Regions from separate parts of the Hordeum vulgare genome. Here region 2 is linked to region 1. The links are chromatin contacts, called in public Hi-C maps. All regions are on one chromosome and are shown on one strand. The core of a region is the stretch at or near the end of the contact, and the rest is flanking DNA. Distances in the headings are between cores, read along the strand shown.

What was found. A called contact is a pair of places that touch in the nucleus more often than the background predicts.
Region 2: a contact with region 1 is called in a Hi-C map of leaf, with 2.8 times the contacts expected there. The contact joins the promoter of LOC123448841 here to the enhancer-like site in region 1. A contact is called at or near these places in 2 of 6 Hi-C or Micro-C datasets (leaf and seedling).

What each region holds. Positions count from the first base shown.
Region 1 is chr4H:432,244,480-432,247,751 of MorexV3_pseudomolecules_assembly, forward strand. LOC123448840 (acetate--CoA ligase CCL3-like) reads left to right here. Exons shown (of 3, transcript XM_045125862.1): 3 at 745-1,797. The coding sequence ends at 1,641. Among protein-coding and RNA genes, the nearest start is that of LOC123448840, 4.8 kb to the left of the region's middle. Within about 2 kb of position 1,747, at least 1 of the 3 cell types and tissues checked has open chromatin away from gene starts, as enhancers often do. A contact at or near this core is called in leaf, where this site is marked.
Region 2 is chr4H:432,761,978-432,765,249 of MorexV3_pseudomolecules_assembly, forward strand. LOC123448841 reads left to right here and starts at 1,701. Exons shown (of 7, transcript XM_045125864.1): 1 at 1,701-1,864; 2 at 2,021-2,087. The coding sequence starts at 1,710.

The DNA of each region.
Region 1 (3,272 bases), core at 497-2,996:
AACAGTAAGTATGAGACCTCGATGATCTGGTTGAAAAGTATATTTCATAGGTTGATGCAATAAATCTGAAGTACCATGATGAATACTAACAATAAATGATGCTACTCTACTGAAAGAAATCATTCATGGAGTCATTGAGTATGACTCACAGTAAAGCTAACTTGATTCACTGTATCAGCTGTAGTACTTTGAACACTAAATCTGCAATAGCAACACTGTTGAATTATAAAAGAAATTACACCAAGATATGCAAAATACTAGCATGATCCTGGGTTCTGGTGTACCCATTTCCCAAAACTTAGCAACACAAGAAAAACGTATTTCTATGTTTTTGTCATGAACTGCTTGAAACAAGTTTGGCATACTTGATTGTTGTTTTGGCCCAAGGATGTCGGTGCCTAGAATGTGTAAGCTTTGAAATTAAGGGATTTAGCTTGGCTTATCTTTTTTTTGCCGCTCAGTAGGATACACAGAGCCACAACGTTCATACAAAATATTCAAAATGAGAAACAAACTGGAAAGCAAGACAAGTTTGAGTGTTTGACAACAGCCCCGTGGCTGAAATAAAGAATCACTTAGATGAGTTCACTTTGAACCACTTGTATTGATTTTGAACTTTGACGGTAAATGTTGTTGGCAACTCACTGAATCATTCATTCTTGTGTTCAGTACAGAGTACAGTGAGCAATTTAACCATCTCATCTCACAAGCATGTGGTTCTCTTGTGTTGACCCATATTTACAGGTCACAGCGAAGGCTATCTTCTCAGCGATAGCCAACCAAGGAGTAACTCACTTCTGTGGGGCGCCAGTTGTGCTCAACACCATCATCAACGCCCCTCCAGTTGACACCATTCTCCCGCTGCCTCGCGTTGTCGATGTCATGACTGCTGGCGCTGCCCCACCGCCCTCAGTCCTTGCCGCAATGTCGAAGCTCGGTTTCCGTGTCTCTCATACGTATGGCCTCTCGGAGACATATGGGCCATCTACGGTGTGTGCATGGAAGCCAGAGTGGGACATCCTGCCAGATGACGAGCGTGCTCGGCTCCAATCTCGCCAGGGCATTCGCTATGTAGGCCTGGAGGGCCTTGACGTGGTCGACCCCAAGTCCATGGCGCCAGTCCCAGCAGACGGCTCCACCCTCGGAGAGATTGTCATGCGAGGCAACGCCGTCATGAAGGGTTACCTGAAGAATCCCAAGGCCAACGCCGAGGCATTTGAAAACGGGTGGTTCCATTCCGGTGATCTGGGCGTTCGACACCCGGACGGCTACATCGAGGTGAAGGACCGAGCCAAGGACATCATCATTTCCGGCGGGGAGAACATCAGCAGCCTGGAGGTGGAGAAGGCGGTCTACATGCACCCGGCGGTGCTCGAGGCGTCGGTCGTGGCGCGGGCCGACGAGCAGTGGGGGGAGTCGCCATGCGCCTTTGTCACGCTCAAGGACGGCGTGGACAGCTCCGACGAAGCAGCAATGGCTGCTAACGTGATCAAGTTCTGCCGCGAGCGCCTGCCGGGCTACTGGGTCCCCAAGTCCGTGGTGTTCGGGCCGCTGCCCAAGACGGCAACGGGTAAGATCAAGAAGCATGAGCTGAGAGCTAAGGCCAAGGAACTGGGCCCGGTCCGGAAGAGCAGGATGTGAGCTAGGTTAAAACGTCTTGTGCCCTCGTCCAGAGCTGTCGTTTGGCGTCGGTGTACTGTATTCTTAGGACACTACAATGTATTTTGTTATATGACGCCACTTCTGTACGAACTAACGCGCTTGCTGAATTGTTTCTTACTGGCTGCTTATCGTGTATATGACTCGATGTACTCCCATTAGAGTGTTACTAGTAAAAGGGCCCGTGCGTTGCATCGGGTGTACAAAAAATATATATATATGATTAGACAGTTGAAAAAAACTATCAAAAGGGTTCGTGCGTTGCAACGGATGTATAGACAACATATTGTTAATAAAAATCTCCATGCACACCAAGTAACATTGTGTGACTTTTTTTACCATTATAAAACACATTTTGATTTTTGATTTTTTTTCTCCATATTTTCCACGAAGCTAAAAAGTTTAAAGTATCTGTGCATCAATTATTTTAATATGTATTCCTTCAGCCCCCTTCATTTCTTTTACCGTGCACATCATTTTCCTTTTTCTGTCACCTCGTGTCTGTTTTTCCTTTATTTCTTCTTTGTCATCCTTCCTTATTTTCTTTTTATTAAAACCTTACAAGAAGGTATCTACACGGTCAATATAGAGTGACCGCAAGGGGTTGGGGGAGGCAATCAAGGGGAAAGTGGGTCATGGCCAATCAAAGAAGATTATGTGTATCTGAGTTGGTGTCCACATATAAACAATTCAACGGCACTCCACATATAAGGTGTTGAAGGGGCAGCTCCAGAAAAGATAATCCCTGGTTTTCAGTTCTTCTGGGTTGCAGAGCACGCAGTTCGAATCCTCAGTGACATTGAATGTTATGCCTAAGAAGCATGCGAGTGGTGCTGGGTCTATCATTCTGGAGGAGCTATGCAAAGGCCTTAAGCTTGCAAGTGCATTTGCAGGTCCGAATCCGCTTTATAGGTGTGAGCCTGGAGGAAAAGGAAGAATAGCCCCGTAGATGGTGCAAATGCCATTGCTTTCCTTAGGTAAACATGATGGTCGAGGAGCTGTTGGAGATCGTATGTTCATCAACGGCTAGAAATTGGGGGGGGGGGGGGGGGAGGGGGGGAGTGGGCTTGCTTATTTGATGATTGCGTGTTGTATAAAGGCTATTATGTCATGCAATATTAAATGCACTCTATTTGGTTTACAGTCCCGTGCGTTGCAACGGTAAATAAAAATATTACGTCGTAGCCAAATAAGTATGGCTCAATATCCTGGCATATGAGCGTTCTCTATTTTCTATTTTACCACGATGGCCCATCATATTAACACTTATTTTTTTGCCATCCTCATTGATGATGGCCCCGGTGTCCATGTTATCAAATTTTGTAACATTTTATAAAATTTCACAAACATTTTCTTTGAATTCATGGATATGTTTTGAATACATCATCATTTTCAAAATCTTGAATGTTTTATTTTGGATGAATATATTTTTCGAAATTTTGAATTCTTTTACGATATCGGAACAGTTCTTTAAAATCATCAACATTTTTTAGTCCGTGAACATTTTATGTTTTCCTGAAAGTGTATTTAAATTACCAAACATTTTATGATTTCATGATTCGTTTTTCCAAAACTCAAAACCTTTTAAATACAGAATTTTGAAAAATTCTGAA
Region 2 (3,272 bases), core at 451-2,950, 520 kb after region 1:
ACGGGGTGGACCATCTCCTCAAAGTTGAGAGACCTGAGTGGTGCTTCATGGGATGAGGAGACCTGCACGATCATGTTGGAGGCAAAGCACTACCAAGGCCGCATAGCGGTTAGCTCACAAACCATGCCATTCTAACTAATCATCTCCTATGAACCATTTACATACTAACTAACCACCACTCTACCATGTTTCTTTCTTAGGATCACCCCAAGGACGGAGAGATCCTCAACACACCTATTCAGAATTACCACCAGGTGCAACAGGTCTTCTCCTTTGTGCTTGCCACCGACAAGCATGCCATGGGCTCTGGTCAGCTGTTGGGCTCGTCGATGCCGCTGATGCCCCCGATGCCCGAGTATCCAGACACCCAGGAGTCATACACCATCAACATTGCTGCTCCTGAGAAGGAAGGTCAGCACGTTCCTATGCTTTATAGGAAGAGGAAGCAGGCATGCTTCATGGAGGAGGAGCTAACCGTCTTCAGAAGCATGACTCACGCTGTGAAGGAAGTGGTCATCACCATCATGGAGAGCAAGATGGTCAACATCCACCTTGAGATCTACGGCACCGTGATGGACCAGATCGGCTTTAGCCCAGAGGCTCTCATGGTGGCTCTCAACCACCTGCTTGACAACAAAGCCGAGTGTGTTGGGTTTGTTGCCATGGGAGAGGCTCACGGGGTGTTGACTGAGGACATGAGTGGGTAAGCACTACTACTAGTGTCGTTTCTGCTGGTGGCGACGACGTGCATGATCCTCCACGATGACGATGACGACGTCTATTTTGTGTGGTCAGGTATTTGGAACAATCTCATGGTCTATATATTTTTGATGAGATGGTATATACTGACCCCTCACAGTGATCCGTACGGTGATCACCACCTTGCGATGGTGGGATTACACCCTCTTTTGAATGCGGTGGTAGGATGACACCGACGTAGTGGTAGGTTGAACTTGGTATGTGGTATGATCATGCATGCTTACTAATGCTCTTATGCTCCATTGCTTATGTGCTTGTTGCTTCATTGCTTGCTCCCAAGAGTGCTCCATTGCTTATGTGTTTGTTGCTTCATTGCTTGATTCTAGAGTACTTCATTGCTTGTTGCTTCAAAATATTGCTCATTTGCACTGCTAGGACAAGTGGTATATCGTATTCGAAGGGAGGGTTCTAGGGGCTTATAGTTCATGGAAAGGTTGCGACAAACAAGTTTCAAGGTACAACAACCAAAAGCCACAGAGGGTTTAAAACTAGACAGGAGGCAAAAGATGCTTACTCCAAGTATGTGCTAGAAGGAGGGATGCAGCAAGGTTGAGGTTGCCAATATGGATCGTCTGTTTGGGCTGAAGAACTTCATCATTTTCGTCGAGTTCATCACCATTATAGTGTTTTGATGCTAGTGTGCTCAGTGTGATCGTGTGTAAGTTGTTGTCGTAGTGGGTAAGCTCATCAAATGGGATACAAGGTAAGCACAACGGTATGCTCGTATGAAATCAAACAACATGCACTCGTGTGACGACATACAATACGAGCAACTAAACATAGAGCAAAGAGGCATCGCTATGATACAGGAAAAGTATATGTGGTCAATCAATCAATCGTGCAAATGATGATTTTTTGTCTGCATATATTCAACCAGGCTCTAGTAGGTTAAATATGCAAAGTGAAACGATGGAACCAACCAAACGCGCCCTTAGCGACATGCGGTAGGCATGTATGTGATGTCTGTTGTGCACCAGGTCTTTATGGTTCTCACGCGTGCGACCTCTATATATATCGTCTCACCCCTCTCTGGCTCACACTTGACTTCTCTCTCCTTGCCTCCCCCTCCTCCTCGTCTTCTTCCCACCCACACAGGCTACACAAGGTTTTTCCTCCCCTCTCAACTACCCAACACGCCTGCCGATTTTATTTCAGGACATTTTTCCTAACGATCTTCACGCCAAAGCTTCTCGCCATCTTGCCGTTTATTCGGCCGTAGCAAAGCACTGAATCTTCAAATGGGTGTGTGTGTTTCTTGCAGAGCGGCGACGGAGGAGATGGCAGGCTGCGGTGAAGCCAAGACATCATCGGTTTCCATGGATGAAGAGGTGAGTTCCCATACCATAGCCTGTGTGAATCGCTTGCCGGCAAAAAACAGTCATGCATGATCGGTCGATGATTACAATTTGTAACTTCTTCTTTCGGTAGTCTCCGATTGCAATGGTTTCCTTGGTCAAGCCTTGTGAATTATGGGAGGCTTGTAGTTAGTAACTTGGTAGAGAGATCGGTGGAGTGAGTAATACGTTCAGATATTCGCTGTACATGAACGCCATTGATGCATAACGGAGAAAGCTTGGGAGTCTTAACCAACCCAACTTGGAAAACAGGGCTTGCTTAGGTTAGGAAGCTGTTCTCGGTGAGCATAATCCTGTGCCCTGTCCCTGTCCACCCTACTCTGACATAAATATGCAGAGCAAGCCCGTCAGTTATCTCTGTTCAAGCGTGTCGATCGCGTGTAGCATAAGAATCAGCGGGCATAGAAGAGGAATTCTTAGGAGCCTGTTTGATTGGTTGTAGTGCTCTGCTAGCCACTAAACAAAATGGCTAACTTTGTCAGTTTTCTGATGCTAAAAGTTGGTATTTGGGTGCTTCTTAATTTGGAACTTGAGTGCTACTAGAAGCGGTTTTAACCCGCAAGACTGCGGTTTTAACCATTCAGAGGAAGTTCCTAGAGAGCATTACCTAACTCGGTCCTTGATGAAGACGCTCTTATCCTCGACACCTACTTCGCAAACCTGCAATGTCCTAATCTATTAAAGATTCTGCACCATTTGTTACTTCAAGTACGCACCGCTATAGGTTACGTGCAACCATTGCAGATTGCTCCTACTGACACCGCGCGCACCAGCATTTGCTAACAACGTACTTCAGTACCAAGAAGGAACTAATGAAGGATCAATCATGCGTGCGATTCGAGAATCTATTGACCGATCAAAAAGGCTGTGAAGGGAACAAAGATGATGCGTGTATGCGTCCATGATGGCTGACGGGCTGCCGCTTGTCCGCGCACGCCGCTGCTGTCACACTTTCACTGACCGCCACACTGGCCCTGCCCAAGCAAGAATCTCTCACCTGGCCTGCGTCATCTCTGCAGCTGCATCGGCCAGCTACGCAGGAGTAGTACTACGAACGAACAAACACCTGTGGTGTGGTACCTTCCTTCCCATATCAACAGTTCACCAATCACCACGACGCCAAGAAGTCGACACGACGGCGGCAACGAAACGAGCCCT